Linked DNA regions of Sus scrofa: all the other regions are linked to region 1. Evidence: chromatin contacts called from public Hi-C and HiChIP or PLAC-seq data. All regions are on one chromosome and are shown on one strand. Each heading gives the region's core, a stretch centred on a gene start, on an enhancer-like site or on the middle of the called end of the contact. The rest is flanking DNA. Distances are from core to core; before and after follow the strand shown.

The links. Hi-C and Micro-C count contacts between places; a contact is called where the count stands out from the background. HiChIP or PLAC-seq counts read pairs in DNA pulled down with a chosen protein or histone mark.
Region 2: an H3K27ac HiChIP or PLAC-seq map of alveolar macrophages shows a contact between it and region 1. The contact joins the promoter of LASP1 here to the promoter of PIP4K2B in region 1. A contact is called at or near these places in 1 of 5 promoter capture datasets (fetal skeletal muscle), 4 of 47 Hi-C or Micro-C datasets (embryonic fibroblasts, heart right ventricle, liver and 1 more) and 2 of 2 datasets of contacts at active chromatin or transcription factors (alveolar macrophages and skeletal muscle).
Region 3: a contact with region 1 is called in a Hi-C map of embryonic fibroblasts, with 1.9 times the contacts expected there. The contact joins the promoter of PSMB3 here to the promoter of PIP4K2B in region 1. A contact is called at or near these places in 1 of 5 promoter capture datasets (liver), 8 of 47 Hi-C or Micro-C datasets (brain, embryonic fibroblasts, epiblast stem cells and 5 more) and 2 of 2 datasets of contacts at active chromatin or transcription factors (alveolar macrophages and skeletal muscle).

The regions. Positions count from the first base shown.
Region 1 is chr12:23,314,904-23,319,192 of Sscrofa11.1, forward strand. It overlaps PIP4K2B (phosphatidylinositol 5-phosphate 4-kinase type-2 beta), which reads left to right and starts at 2,210. Exons shown (of 10, transcript XM_021067062.1): 1 at 2,210-2,554. The coding sequence starts at 2,396. CWC25 (CWC25 spliceosome associated protein homolog) reads left to right here. Exons shown (of 10, transcript NM_001244652.1): 10 at 1-542. The coding sequence ends at 20.
Region 2 is chr12:23,264,852-23,269,140 of Sscrofa11.1, forward strand. It overlaps LASP1 (LIM and SH3 domain protein 1), which reads right to left and starts at 2,358. Exons shown (of 7, transcript XM_021067060.1): 1 at 2,135-2,358. The coding sequence starts at 2,203. TRNAC-GCA (a tRNA gene) reads left to right here and starts at 3,065; the gene lies at 3,065-3,136.
Region 3 is chr12:23,355,552-23,359,840 of Sscrofa11.1, forward strand. PSMB3 (proteasome subunit beta 3) reads right to left here and starts at 2,065. Exons shown (of 6, transcript NM_001144902.1): 1 at 1,998-2,065; 2 at 1,503-1,687. The coding sequence starts at 2,000. It overlaps TRNAN-GUU (a tRNA gene), which reads left to right and starts at 2,919; the gene lies at 2,919-2,992.

The sequences.
Region 1 (4,289 bases), core at 960-3,459:
AGAACTTTATGAAAAGATGAAAGCCATCGCCTGTCTTGCTGGTTTTCCTGAAGTTTTCAGGGAGGCTGCTGACCCCTTACAAATTCTCTTTATAAGAGTTCAAATGGCTTCTTCCACAGATGTCAAACCACCACTGTTCAAAGTGACTGTCCCCCGTGGATCGCAGAAACAGCCCATTTCTTTTGAGAACCCGTGTGACTTGCTCTATGGGACCCTCGGTAACTTTTGCTGGGTGCAGAGCAGATGTTAACTTTTTTTTGTTTTTTTTTTTTTTTTAGTGGATGGGCACTGGAGCATCTCGGGGTGAGCACTCATGTTGCTCTGGAAGCCTGCTCCCCATGGTCAGGGTACTTTTTATTCCTCTTCCCTCCACCTGTGTGAACACCCCTATACTACCACCTCAGTATAGACCGGACCTTTTGGAAGCCTCTCTCCCCAAAGCCACTCAGGTAGAGCCCAGGGAGTGACAAAGAATCTGGAAGGGAAAACAATGCAGAAAAGCCCTGTAAATGAACTATTGAAGTATTTGGACTTTTTCTCCAGCTGTAAAGCATAGTGTGTATATGTACAAATGTATATTTTTTCATGCTTTTAAAAAAAGAAGTTAGCTTTGTGAGAAGATCTTGTTTGGTAAGTGACTTTACTATGTAATAGGACCACACTGTATCTTGTCATCCAGTAACACAGTAAGGCAGGTCAGCTTTTCTTTCCTCTTTGAATCTGGCTAGTTTTGGAGGGGCCTGGGTTTATTGATAGGACGTAGGGTATCAATCCTTTTACACTGCTTAGAGTCTGCAGTGTGGGCAGTGCAGTGTTGAAGTCAGATGATTTTAGGAGTCAGGACCAAACTGCCAGTATACTCCTTGGCTCTTAAAAGAAAATAAAATGGAAGCTGTTTATTTCATGGCTTCCCTTTTATCATGTAGTAATCTTATTACAATTCTAGATTTTCAGGTGTTGTTTGCTATTATTTTTTAGTCAGGTATTAAAACAAAAAAACAAAAACCACCCAAACTCATGGGACCAGTCTCCTATCTCTACCCCTTTCCCTTTACTTCTTTCACCAGAGGCTCTCACTCCATCCAGGAGGTCCTAGGCACTGCTGACCCACACATTAGCTGCTCTAGTTCCTTGTTCTGCTGATTCCTAATTCTGCCTAGAACGAATCTGGGTTTATATTTTTGAACACTTACGATTCCAGAAACTATCATGCTTAAAACTCAGTTTTTCTCCAGAGAGAAGGTGACATACACTTGTCATTCATTTCATCACCTTATCCTGCCAGGGTTAATTATGTCTTTTATTACTTGGTAATAAAGACCACATTTATTTTTTTCCTAACTGTGTAAAGAGCAACTTAGGGTGAGTACCGAATTCCAGATTCCGATACAGAGCAATATTGATCCGCAATTTGTATCCAATATGTGGAGTCTCAGTTCGAGAGGAATTATGTAACAAAGCGTGGGCGGTTTACTCAAAGGTCTCATCAAGTGGGCCAGAGAGTAAGAAGATTATAATTTTCTGCTGAAGGATAGGTGTCTTAAGGTGCCAGCCTGCACCTTACCCCGAGCCTTTGGCGGGAGGAGGCCGGCGGCCGGTGGGTGGGAGCGGGACCCATTCATAAAACCCAAGGCTCCCGGCTGGCTCCTCTCATTGGCCCTGGGGGGAGGGGGCGTGTCCCGCGGGTGGCGTGCATCCCCGGGGTCCAGAGGAGTGGGAAAATCCACGCTTGGGTGGAGCGAGGGGGCGTTCCTTGCCTTTCCGGGCAGGACCTTCTTTTCCCCTCGCAGTGTTCCTTCTCTCTCCCCCGGGGTGGGGATGGTACGTCCCACCCCCGCATTCCCGCCCCTCCTCCCCTCCGGAGCCGTGGCGCTGCCGCCATCTTGGCACGTCAGGTTGAGGAAAAAGCCAAACCCTGGCTTTGGTGGGCCCGGACAGGGAGACCCTCCCGCGGTAGACAGCGAGACCTACCCAGTCCTCCTCCCCTCCCTGCTCGGGCGCGGGATTCTGAGGCACGCGGAGGCCGGCCCCGTTCCTGTCAGGCCCGGGGAGGAGGGGCGGGCCGGGCGGCCGCTGCCTCCCCGGGGTGGGCGGTACCACCCAGGCAGGGAGGAGAGGGCCCGGTGGCGGCTGGGCAGCTGTACCGCCTGGGGGCGGGGTGCGGAGCGGGCGGGCGGGCTCCCTGGGGCGGGGCGGGGCGGGGCGGGGCAGAGAGGGCGGAGCGTGGGGAGGACGGAACCACCGGGGCGGGGTGGGGAGGTAACGGGACGGGCGCGACCATGGCGCGGTGAGGGAGCGGGGGTGGGGATCGGTCTGGGGGAGGCCTGGGGCCGCTGGCTTGTGCGCCGTCTCGGTCGCCCCCCCTTTCGCCGCCGCCGCCGCCGCCGCCCCGGGCATGTCGTCCAACTGCACCAGCACCACGGCGGTGGCGGTGGCGCCGCTCAGCGCCAGCAAGACCAAGACCAAGAAGAAGCATTTCGTGTGCCAGAAAGTGAAGCTATTCCGGGCCAGCGAGCCGATCCTCAGCGTTCTGATGTGGGGGGTGAACCACACGGTAACCAGCTCCCCCGCGCGCGCCCCTCCGAGCGCGGCCCCGTGCGCGCTCACGCCTCCCCCACCCGCCCCCAGCCGCCCCGGGCCCTCGCCTGGCCGGCCCTGCCAGTAACGCGTGCACCCCCTCGACAAGCCACTTGCACGCCCACCCCGCCCTTGCACGCCATCCCGGCCGGGTGTGCCTCCCTGCACGCCACGCGAGGCCTGGTGCCTCCGACGGTGGTGTGCCGTCGCGTCCTCCCCTTCCCTCCAGCCCCTCAAGCTTCCTGCGTCTGGCAGCGGGCAGCCCCTGGAGCGCAGAGGGAAGGCCTGGGTGGGGTGGAATGGCTATCATCCTCTCCTCTCACCTCACCCCGTTTGTTGCATTTGTTCTCCCCCTTCTTCCTTATAATTGGCTGCCTAGCTCACTGTCCAGTTGACAGGGCAGGTGGCATTGGCCTACCTGAATAGTCCTCCGTTTCTGGTCGTTTGATGTGGCTGCTCAAGGTTTCCCCATCCTCCAGACCTCTTTACCCCTGCCTGGAAATCCTCCTCGGGTTTCTTTTCTTCTCGAACAAGATGTATCAACTGGAGAAGCACTGGCTTCCTTGGGCCACAGATCAGGGTCTTCCTGGGTTAGAGAGAAGGGGGAATAACCATTAGAGAAGGTGAGGCCTGCTTTTGAGGACTGTTCATAGTAGGAATAACGCATCTTCCTGAATTCTATGGCGATCGTGTCAAAGATGTTGACTTTTCAGTTACTGCGCTTTCTATTGTGTGGTCGGGAGAGTGTGGTAATGGATAGTGATTATGATGAGAGAGAGGTTCTTTGGGTCCTTGGGCTTCTTTGAGATTGTCCAACTGCTCCCGTTAGAAAGTTGGGGCCCTGCCCAGTATTTGAGTTAGAGGACTTTGTGTCGGTCCTGTTTGTTTGGGGTCTTTCTTTCTCTTCCAACTACTTGTTTCTTGCATTTCATTGTGCGTCCTTACTTCCAGAAATGAGCAGAGGAAGTTAAAAAACCCGAAATACCAACTGCACCAATTCAAAGTTTGGAATGAAGAAAGTGAAGCTAATGGCTGGAGTTTCTTGTGGATATCAGTTCTTTAGGCTCCGTGACTTTTCGGAGCACTTGAAATTGCCCACAAGACCAACTGATGACAGAGGAGCCCAGGGCCAGCAAGACTTTGAGCTTTGCTTTACAAGAAGAGCCGTCGGCTGGAGATTGATAAACTGTAGTCTCAGCCGGGGTTTTAGATCTTTACCTCTACTGCAGAAAGGCACCGTGTGTCTGGTGAGGTCTTTGTTGATTTCATGGTCTTGGGCCGGTTCAGTAACTTCACTAAGGTGAGGGTCCTGGCTAGGGTAGGGAGAACCGCTGGTGTAACATCTAGACCTCTGGGAGCTGCTTTGATTCACGAGTCCAGCAGAGTTTGTCCCTCTTGCTTCCTGCTGCCTTGGGGGTCATCTGACAATATTGCAGGGAAAACTGGGTCATCAACATGTGAACCCGGTGTCCCTGCCTGGAAATCAATCCTTGGTTTTGTCGTGCAGCTGGCTTCTCACTAGAAAGCATCCTGTCTGTATAGAGCATTGGTTAGAGGCCTGAGAGTCAGGAATATGACAACTTGTCAGAAGAGGACTCTGGGTCCCTTGTTTTATACCTGAAGGAGTGGAGGCCCTGGGTGGAGGATTATTAGGTTGTCTGTGGTCACAACAAGACATGCAGCCCATTGTCAGTGCAGTATGTTGGGCTGTG
Region 2 (4,289 bases), core at 1,108-3,607, 50 kb before region 1:
AAGGTAACCTCCACCTGCAGGACCTTTTCCTGCAAGGGCAAGAGGACAGCGGGGGAGGGCACCTTGAAGGCTCCCTGGCCTCTCCCCTCTGACTCCAAAGATGTGGGGCTGGACGGAGCACCCCAGCAAGGTAGGGAAGGCAGAGCCACCACCACATCTCCTTCCGGGCACTGTGACAGACACTTGAGTGCACTGCCCCACCTTCAAGGAAGTGACATCACCATACCCATCTGATAGAGGGTGACTACTGAGGCCTGGAACCATTCATAAAGCTGGTGGGAGCAGACCTGGAACTTGGCCCAAGTCTCCCAGCTCTCAGGCGAGCAATCCCTCCATCATACAATGTTTCTGCCTCATGTGGGTGCGAGTGGCCACAGCCTCTTCCCGATTCATAACTGTGGAGAAGAAGGGGGTTGGGAGGCACCCGGAACGAAGAGGCCAAAATCCCACCACCAGGGAAGGGCCAAACCCCAGTGTGTAAGGACAGATGGCTCTTTCAGCTAGTGCCTCTGGGCTCCGGTCCTGCCCTCCAGAGGCAGGCATGGTCATTGGGAAGGTCAGCACCCACAGCCCTTGTACCCACAACCCGGCCAGGCTCAGGAGAGGGAGTGAAAGAGCAGCAGCTCCCGATGCCCCCCTTTCTCCAGGAGCAATTTCAAATGTATCTCAGAACCTGGAACCCCACCCCCTCACCCTGACTCATAAGTCAAAGGTCACTGAGGAAGTGCCAAGCCCAAGGGGGGAGGGGACAGACAAAAAAAAAAGATCCAAGGAACTACCCTTTCCCCAGCAAAACCTGGCTGCAGGTGGGCTCTGCACCCCTCTTCCATCCCATGCCCCCCAACCCCTGCCAGTCCAGGCGGGAAGGAGGGCTCTCTGGACTTGGAACCGGCTTTAGGAGGTAGATGAAAGGCACGACGAGGAGAGGGTCAAAATCAGAGGCCTCTCCTCCCCCGTGGGGAGGGGATGTAGGGGGGGAGAAGGTGGATTTTGCCTTAGGATCATAGGGAGCTTAAAAGAGGCCCGGATCCTACCCCCAACTGCTGGAAATACCCAGTTCTACTCTCCGCCCCCCTCCAAAAGTATAATGGCAACCAGATGAACGAGTCCAGCATGATGCGGGGCCGGGGGTGGGGGGGGGGGAGACGACGCGTAAAGGCCCCCAGGGGACAGTGAATTTCCAGAAGGCCACCTAACCTTCCTTCTAACACCTCCCCCCTCCTTTCTTAGCTTCCCCTGAACTCAGCCAACCCCACCCTCCATCGGGGAAACCTGCTTTGAAAAGTTAGCTCTTTGTTCTACTAGCTGGACTCAGTCACTGAGCACAATTTCAGGAGGTCTCTGCGAAGCAACCCCCCCACCCACCCTACTCCAGCACCGGACCCCGCCCCAGTCCGGCTGGGCCGCCTAGCGCGGGAGTTGGCGTGTATTTGAGGTGGGGGCTGGGAGGCCATGGAGGACGTCTGCTAGTTCATTAACCATGGAACCACCAGGGGCGGGGGGCTGCAGGTCATCCAAAAAAAAAGGGGTCTCTCAGTGTGGCTCGGGTCGTATCCGAAGCCCAGTTCACCAGATGCAACACTCGCCGGCTGAGAGCCCCCGCCCCGCAGTCTCCAGGCCAGGAAGCCCGGCCAGACGCGGCCAGAGCCCACGGGTTCGCTGGGCTCCCCAACCTCTGCCCCGCCCCCCCGCCGCCCCCTCCCCCAGCGCCCCGCGCTTCCGCCTACTTGGCGCTCGGCGCGGCGGGGAGAGGGAGCGGCCGTCTGCTCTCACTCTCCCGGCCCTAGGGGGCGGGGCTGCACCCCTAACCTTCCCCCGCTCCCCCCACCCCCACCCCCACCGCGGGGCCTGACTTCCCTACTCCATTCGCGTCCTCCCAAGCCCGGGGCACAGAACCCACTCTTCTCCAGTAGTGGCCTCCCGTAGTGGCTGCCCGCCACGCGTAGACTCCTTGCCTCGCCTCAGATTCCTGGTTTCCAGACTGGGGTCTGTCCCCACACCCCATGACACCGCCCTCCCTCCCTCCTCCCAGGTTCGCGGGGATGAGGCGGCGTAGACCGGGCCCCTCTCTCCTCCCTGGAAATGGAGCACAGCTCGGAGATTGCAGAGTCGCGTCTCCCAGTCCCGGGCTCACCTTATCCAGACAGTTCACCTTCTCCGTGGGGTACACGATCTTGCCGCACCGGGCGCAGTTGGGATTCATGACTCCGGGAAAGGCTGGGGCGGGGACGCCCGAGCTCGCGCGCGTTCTCTTTCCCCGGAGCGAGCTGGCGGGAGGCGGCGGCGGCTGCAACTGCACAGGCGACGGCGACGGCGGCTGGAGCTAGGGAACTGGCCTCCGCCTCCGCCCTCCTTCCCCTAATAAACACAGCGGGGAGGAGGGGCTGTACCGGGGCGGGGACGCGCCGCGGGCGCGGGCAGGGGCGCGCGCGGAGAGGCGCGCTCCCCGAGCGACGTGGGGCTGCGCGGGGGTGGATTCCGGGGAGGACTGCGGGACCCGGCGCGCGCGCCTAGGTGCGCTCCAAAGCTGAAGGTGCCCCGGAGCTACGCGCCCGAGGATCTGGCGCGGACAACCTTGCCCAGGGCCTTTCCGGAGCTGGAGGCGGCGCGGAGCCGGTCTGGCCGTACATCTGCGCGCCTGGGCTGCGGTAGGCGGGCAGACCCCTTGACCTGTCGAGAGTGGGGTTCGAACACTCTCGAACGCCCAACCAGATCCGCCAGATTTGGGGGCTTCCTTTGTAACCCGCCGGTACCTGGCGAGAACCTGCGGACCGAACGGGAGCCCCACTTCACCGCCCCTGTTAGCCTCCCGGCGCAACATCCTTTCCCACATTTGCAGGGCGGAACCCGTCCCTCCCGCCAGGACTCAGCGCCTTGCAACCCGGGCTAGTTCTTCCCTCCCGAGGCCTCTGCCGTACAGCTTTGCGGTGGTTCAGCGGATCTGGGGACCTTCTGCTTTCCACTGGGCCCTTTTTCCTCTTTCGTTCCTAATCCTTGCGCTCCGCCTTTGGTGTAGCAGTGTTTTAACACCCAAAGGAGCCGTCCCCAGACAGTAACGCGGCGCGGGGGTATAGCTCAGTGGTAGAGCATTTGACTGCAGATCAAGAGGTCCCTGGTTCAAGTCCGGGTGCCCCCTCGGCGGTTTTGCCAAACTTACAAAATTTATGTAACTCTTCCGTTGGCGAAATCACATTTTAACCTTGGGTCCTAGGTGTTAAAGAAAACAGAAGAATGGTGTTTGAAAATCCCTTCCTCATTTTACAACGATAGGGGAAAGCTTTCGGTTTTACTTTGTACTCAGCAGGAACGGGGGTGGATACACGGGCAAAACGAGGTAGAAAAGCTGCAGGCACCCATTCCAGCGTTAGAGGAGTCTGGATTTCTTTGGCCACGGCCGGCAGCCTCAGTTGTGTCAGTTACAGGCCCTGATTTAGGAGACAAGACGACTCCCTCCAAGTTGGTGTGCGAGTTGGGGTAGGGGTCAGGGTCAAGGGAAGGAAACCCACAGGCGCAGATTGTCTCCAACTTCAACTTTCTTTATTACCGTCGACATGGCGCTAGCCCTGTTTATCTTTCCCTATTGCTCATGGCACCAGCAGAATGAAAGCCCTTAGAGAACACTAAAATGGCCCATGCCAACCCCAAAGCTCATTTTAGTTTACAAAGGTACATCCCGATGTAAACTGATATAAAACTAAAGTCGTGGTTCTCATACTTGAGCGTGTGTCAGAATTACCTGGAGAGCTTATTGAAAACTGCCCCCCGCCCCAGTTTCTAATTCAGTAGGCCTGGAATGGGACCTCCACCCCCAGAATGAATTTGCATTTTGATCAAGTTCCCAGGAGATGCTGATGCTGAGGGACCGCACTTCAAGAACCCACTGAAACAGTAATACAGGGCCCTCCAGTTTCATAACCTAAAGATGGAGACAGATATCTGTTGGTTGCCTGACAGCATCCTTGTTGGGTGGGAAGAAAACTATAAGTATGAAGGGAGCAAGGGCATCTCCCTCGACTAGGTTTTGCCCAAAAAAAGGAAAAAGAAAGGATAGAGAGAGAGGCATGCTTCTTGAGTCAGGGGGCAGTTGTGATATTTTAAACTCGGAATTTGGTTGTGTCATCCCTCGGGGCCCCAGGGGAATGCAGCTTGAACTCATTTTTTCCCCCACGGCTCCCTTTACTGTGAGATGTGTCGCCGAGCTAGACATGGGAGATGAAGCAGAGCTGCCATTCAGAGAAATAACTCGTTTTTCACCCCTTTCCTGGACGCTAGGCTTCAAACTCATCCCC
Region 3 (4,289 bases), core at 815-3,314, 41 kb after region 1:
GTTGTTTTCTTTTTTTTTCTTTTTAGGGCCGCACCCAAGGAATATAGAAGGGTCGAATTGGAGCTGCAACTGCTGGCCTACACCACAGCCACAGCAATGCCAGATCTAAGCCAAGTCTGCAACCTACACCACAGCTCACGGTAACTCGGGATCCTTAACCCACTGAGCGAGGCCAGGGATCGAACCCACATCCTCATGGATACTAATCAGATTCGTTTTCTTCCCTCTTGAAACTTTTGTCTTGACTCTTTCCCACTGGCCTCTCTTCTTTCCCCACTGCTAAATATACAGCTCTTGAGTTGCAGCTTATTTTTTCCCTCTATGTTTTTGGCTTTCCAGAATCTGTTCCTATAGATTTCACAGATCACCAATGCCTATCCAGCCCTGAGATATAATCTCAAGACCCCAGTTGCTCCAGAGGTATTTCTGCATGGTTTACTTTGTGCCTTTACAATTGGTATCAAAATCAAAGTTGCCACCTTTCCCTTAAAACTAGTCTTCCTATATTTCAGTCAACATGCTCAAAACAGAAATCATCTTTCAAACATTTTGGGGAGTTCCCGTCATGGCTCAGCAGTAACAAATCCGATGAGTATCCATGAGTGACGCAAGTTCTACTCCTGGCATCACTCAGTGGGTCACGGATCTAGCATCGTGGTGAGCCAGGTCACAGACATGGCTCGGATCTCGAGTTGCTGTGGCGTAGGCTGGCAGCTACAACTCCAATTGGACCCCTAGCCTGGAAACTTCCATATGCCCACAGGGTGCAGCCCTAAAAAGACAAAAATCCAAAAAACATTTTGCCAGCATGCCAAGTACTAGGGTAAACCATAAAAACAGATAAAAAAAGACACAAACCTTGACTTCAATGGGTAACTCTTTGGCTTCACAATATCCTTGTCACTGCTAAGACTGGTCAGTGACCACTCTCAGAAATGCCCTCCTTTCCTTTCCCACCACGCCACCCTATTAGGACCTCAACCCTCAAACCTGGATCATCAGGAGAACCACCTATTTCAACTCCTGGACTCTCCCTTCTCTCAAAGAACCACTGTCAACTAGGTAACTAATCTAGCAATTAATATGCTCCAGCTCATTATGGGTTAGCTATCTTTCTGCATGCCTGCCTTGTTTCCCAACGAGTGCCAAAGTTCTTTAGAGACTGAGCACGAGCTTTGGCCTCAGAGATTGGGATCCTGGGTGACATTCATTAGCTTACATTTGGGGCAATAAACCCTCTGAGACACTCAGTTTCCTCATCTGCAAAATGGGACAGCAACATGGTAATGTTAAGAGGACTAAAGTCCATGGAGGTAATAAGGTGCCATCCACAGCGTCTGGCACAGAGTAAATGCTGCTAAGTTGTTCGCTTTCTGTGTCCGGCAAGGTCTCAGATGCAATGGTGTTGTTTGATAGATGACTGACACCCAGGCCACTCAAACCGCTAGGCAAGGCTGGTCCAAGAAGAGGCGTGGGTTTGGGTGGGGACCCTGGATACTTACACTGTCTGGACGTCTGTGGCGAGCCCGGCCAGGCCGATGTATAGCCGGTCGCCCATGGGAAAGATCTTCTGGAAGTCCGTGGTCACCATCTGGGCCTGGATCCCGAAGCGCCTGTCGGCAGCGATGGCCACACAGTTCTTCCCCTTCATGGCCATGACGGCCCCTCCGTTATAGGACATAATAGACTGGGGCAGACAGAGCGGAGGGGCTCAGCGCGAGGGGCCAAACGCGGCCACGGCCCCCGGCGCAGCCCCTGATTCGGAGACTTCTGGACGCATCCTTCTCCAGTCTGAAGGTGCCTGAATGCCCCAACTCCAGCTCTGCGGGGAGCCCCCACTCCCCGCCTTGGTCCTCACTGCGGTCCGCTCCCCCTTCAAACTGGAGTCGTTTCCTTCAACCGACCACCAGGCCTCTCCGCCTCCCCAACTCCCCATGACCCCACTCCTTGTTCCTCAATCCCTACCCCATGTCCCTTCTTCTCGCTCCCCATCTCACCATGATTGCAGTGTATTAGGACCTCCAATCGCCACAATTCCTGCGAACCGGCTTTGGGCCTCACTGCGCACCCACTCTCGCTGCTTTCTCTCTATTGGCTGAGAGGCCGACCCTTCCGGGACACTTTGGCATTCTATTGGCTATGCTTCCTTGTCAGTCATCAGTACAGGAGTTTGGTTGAGAGGCCAAAACCGAGGTGGGGAAATCGCAAAGTGAAAAGTCACTGTAAGTGCGGAAGAGCCCGGTGTCGCGGTGCAAGCTGGGATAGCGGTGGACCCAGTCTTGGATTCCCCATCGCGGGCTGGAACCTGTGCCCACGTGGGCTGATGAAACCCGAGATAGAGGGCTTTCGCACTAGTGAAGGGCCCCGGGGTTGTTTAAGAGCACGCTGTGCGCGTCGCGCATATTACTCATGAAGCTTGTTTCATTTATTCATTCCAGAAATCCTTGTCTATTGTGTGCCAGTCACCATGCTAGGCTCCGGACATGCTTCGTATTTAGGAGGAGCCCATAAAATGCATTTTTACTGTTGCCAAGGGGAGGGGCAGAGGGAGGGCGTCTTGGGTATTCTGCGGCTGCAAGGGTTGGGCAGCAAAGGAAAGATTTGGAAGCCGAAGGTGGTTCTGCTCTGAGGGATTCACAACAGGTCGACTTTCAAGTATCCCTAACCTCGGGTCACCTTAAAGAGGGACGTTCTGGGTGTCCCCAATGAGGAAGCAGGTGACAGTTCCCCAACCCCACCTCCGAGCCAGTGCAGGGGAGGCGTGCACATCCCGCCTGCTTCTCTCTCCAGGTCGTGAGGCTTCCCTTTTTCCGTCAAGTCACTTCTTTCACAAGGTTGTGGGGTTTCCGCTCTGATTCTAGCGCTGTCGCAGGCTCACTCCCATTGACTTGGCCACCAGCTCACCACTAGCTATCGCAGTCTCTGTGGCGCAATCGGTTAGCGCGTTCGGCTGTTAACCGAAAGGTTGGTGGTTCGAGCCCACCCAGGGACGCTCTCTTTTCCCCCTCGAAAAAGGGGAAAAACCTTATTCTCACAAACACTGCAAAGCCAGATTTTGTGTTGAAACAGCAGACAATACTATTTCTATAGTAAATCCGAGGGTCATTGTGATTGAAACTTCGATGTTGTTTCGTTAAGGAGGGGATACTTTCTCCAGCACTTCCCTCTGCCACCTTCCTCCCACCCCGCCCCCAACAGGATTGCAGGGAAGGCAAAGACATATAGGTTTTTGCCTCACTGTACAATACGTTTCAGGTTGCATTTTTTCACAGGATTAAGAATGAATTTGCCTTGGAGGTTGGGCGGTTTTCCCTTATCTGCCTCAATCGATATTTCATTCTCTAAATACTACATTTGGAAAGGAAGAAAGTGTGAGCGACAAAGGCAGTAACAAATTGAGGGATGAAGTAAAAAAAAAGGTGAGAAGGGGAAATCAGCTGTCCTATACAGAGAGAGACAGAAAGCGGGGATATGACAGAGAAACAGGCGGGGTCAATGGGAGACCCAGAGGAATGGCGAGGGGGGAGAGAAGCAATTAACACGACAAGCATGAGAAAAAGGAAAGCATCAAGACAAAACAGGTGTTTTTGTTTGTTTGTTTTTCTAGAAATATAAAGATGTGGGGACGAGGTTGGAGAAATAGAAGCAGAATGTGACAAAGGACATTGTTTGGGGGAGAGAGAAGGAGTAAAAGACACAGAGGTAAAGACTCATAAAATCGCTGAAGGAGCTGCTTTCTTCTACTATCTTCCAGGAGGTCTTCTTCTCGAAGTATCTCTCGGTACATGTGCTAGAAACAATTACCTAGGTTTCCTGAGTTGCTACCCTCTGGAAGCTTCTAGTCTATGACAGACACAGTGACTCTTCTGATGAAAAGTTTGTCAGCTGGATGACCTCCTGAGATACTACAACTGGCATAGGAGAGGGGAAATTTGGGCATACATCGCTTTGCCAGTGCAGAGGTGCACCCTTGAGCTGGGAGAGGGAGCCTCCATTTTTATGGAGGAGCTAAGCAAAGGACCCTCTTAAGCGGTTTCCTTCCACTTTGGTCTCCTTTCAAGACAAGGCTCAAAGGAAGCCTCTTCTGAAAGCCTTCCCCAATGCTCACCTACTCTTACTGCTGCTGCAGGCCTAGGGGGGCAATGGGGGTGGGTATACACAGGATATACACCGTGCCCATGGAAGCTAAACCGACAGGCTGTGTAACCCTGCAGCTTGCCTGCACCAGCCTGTGAGCATCCTGTGGGACAAAATCCAGGTCATCAGGTTACCGACCCGGTGCCTAGAGC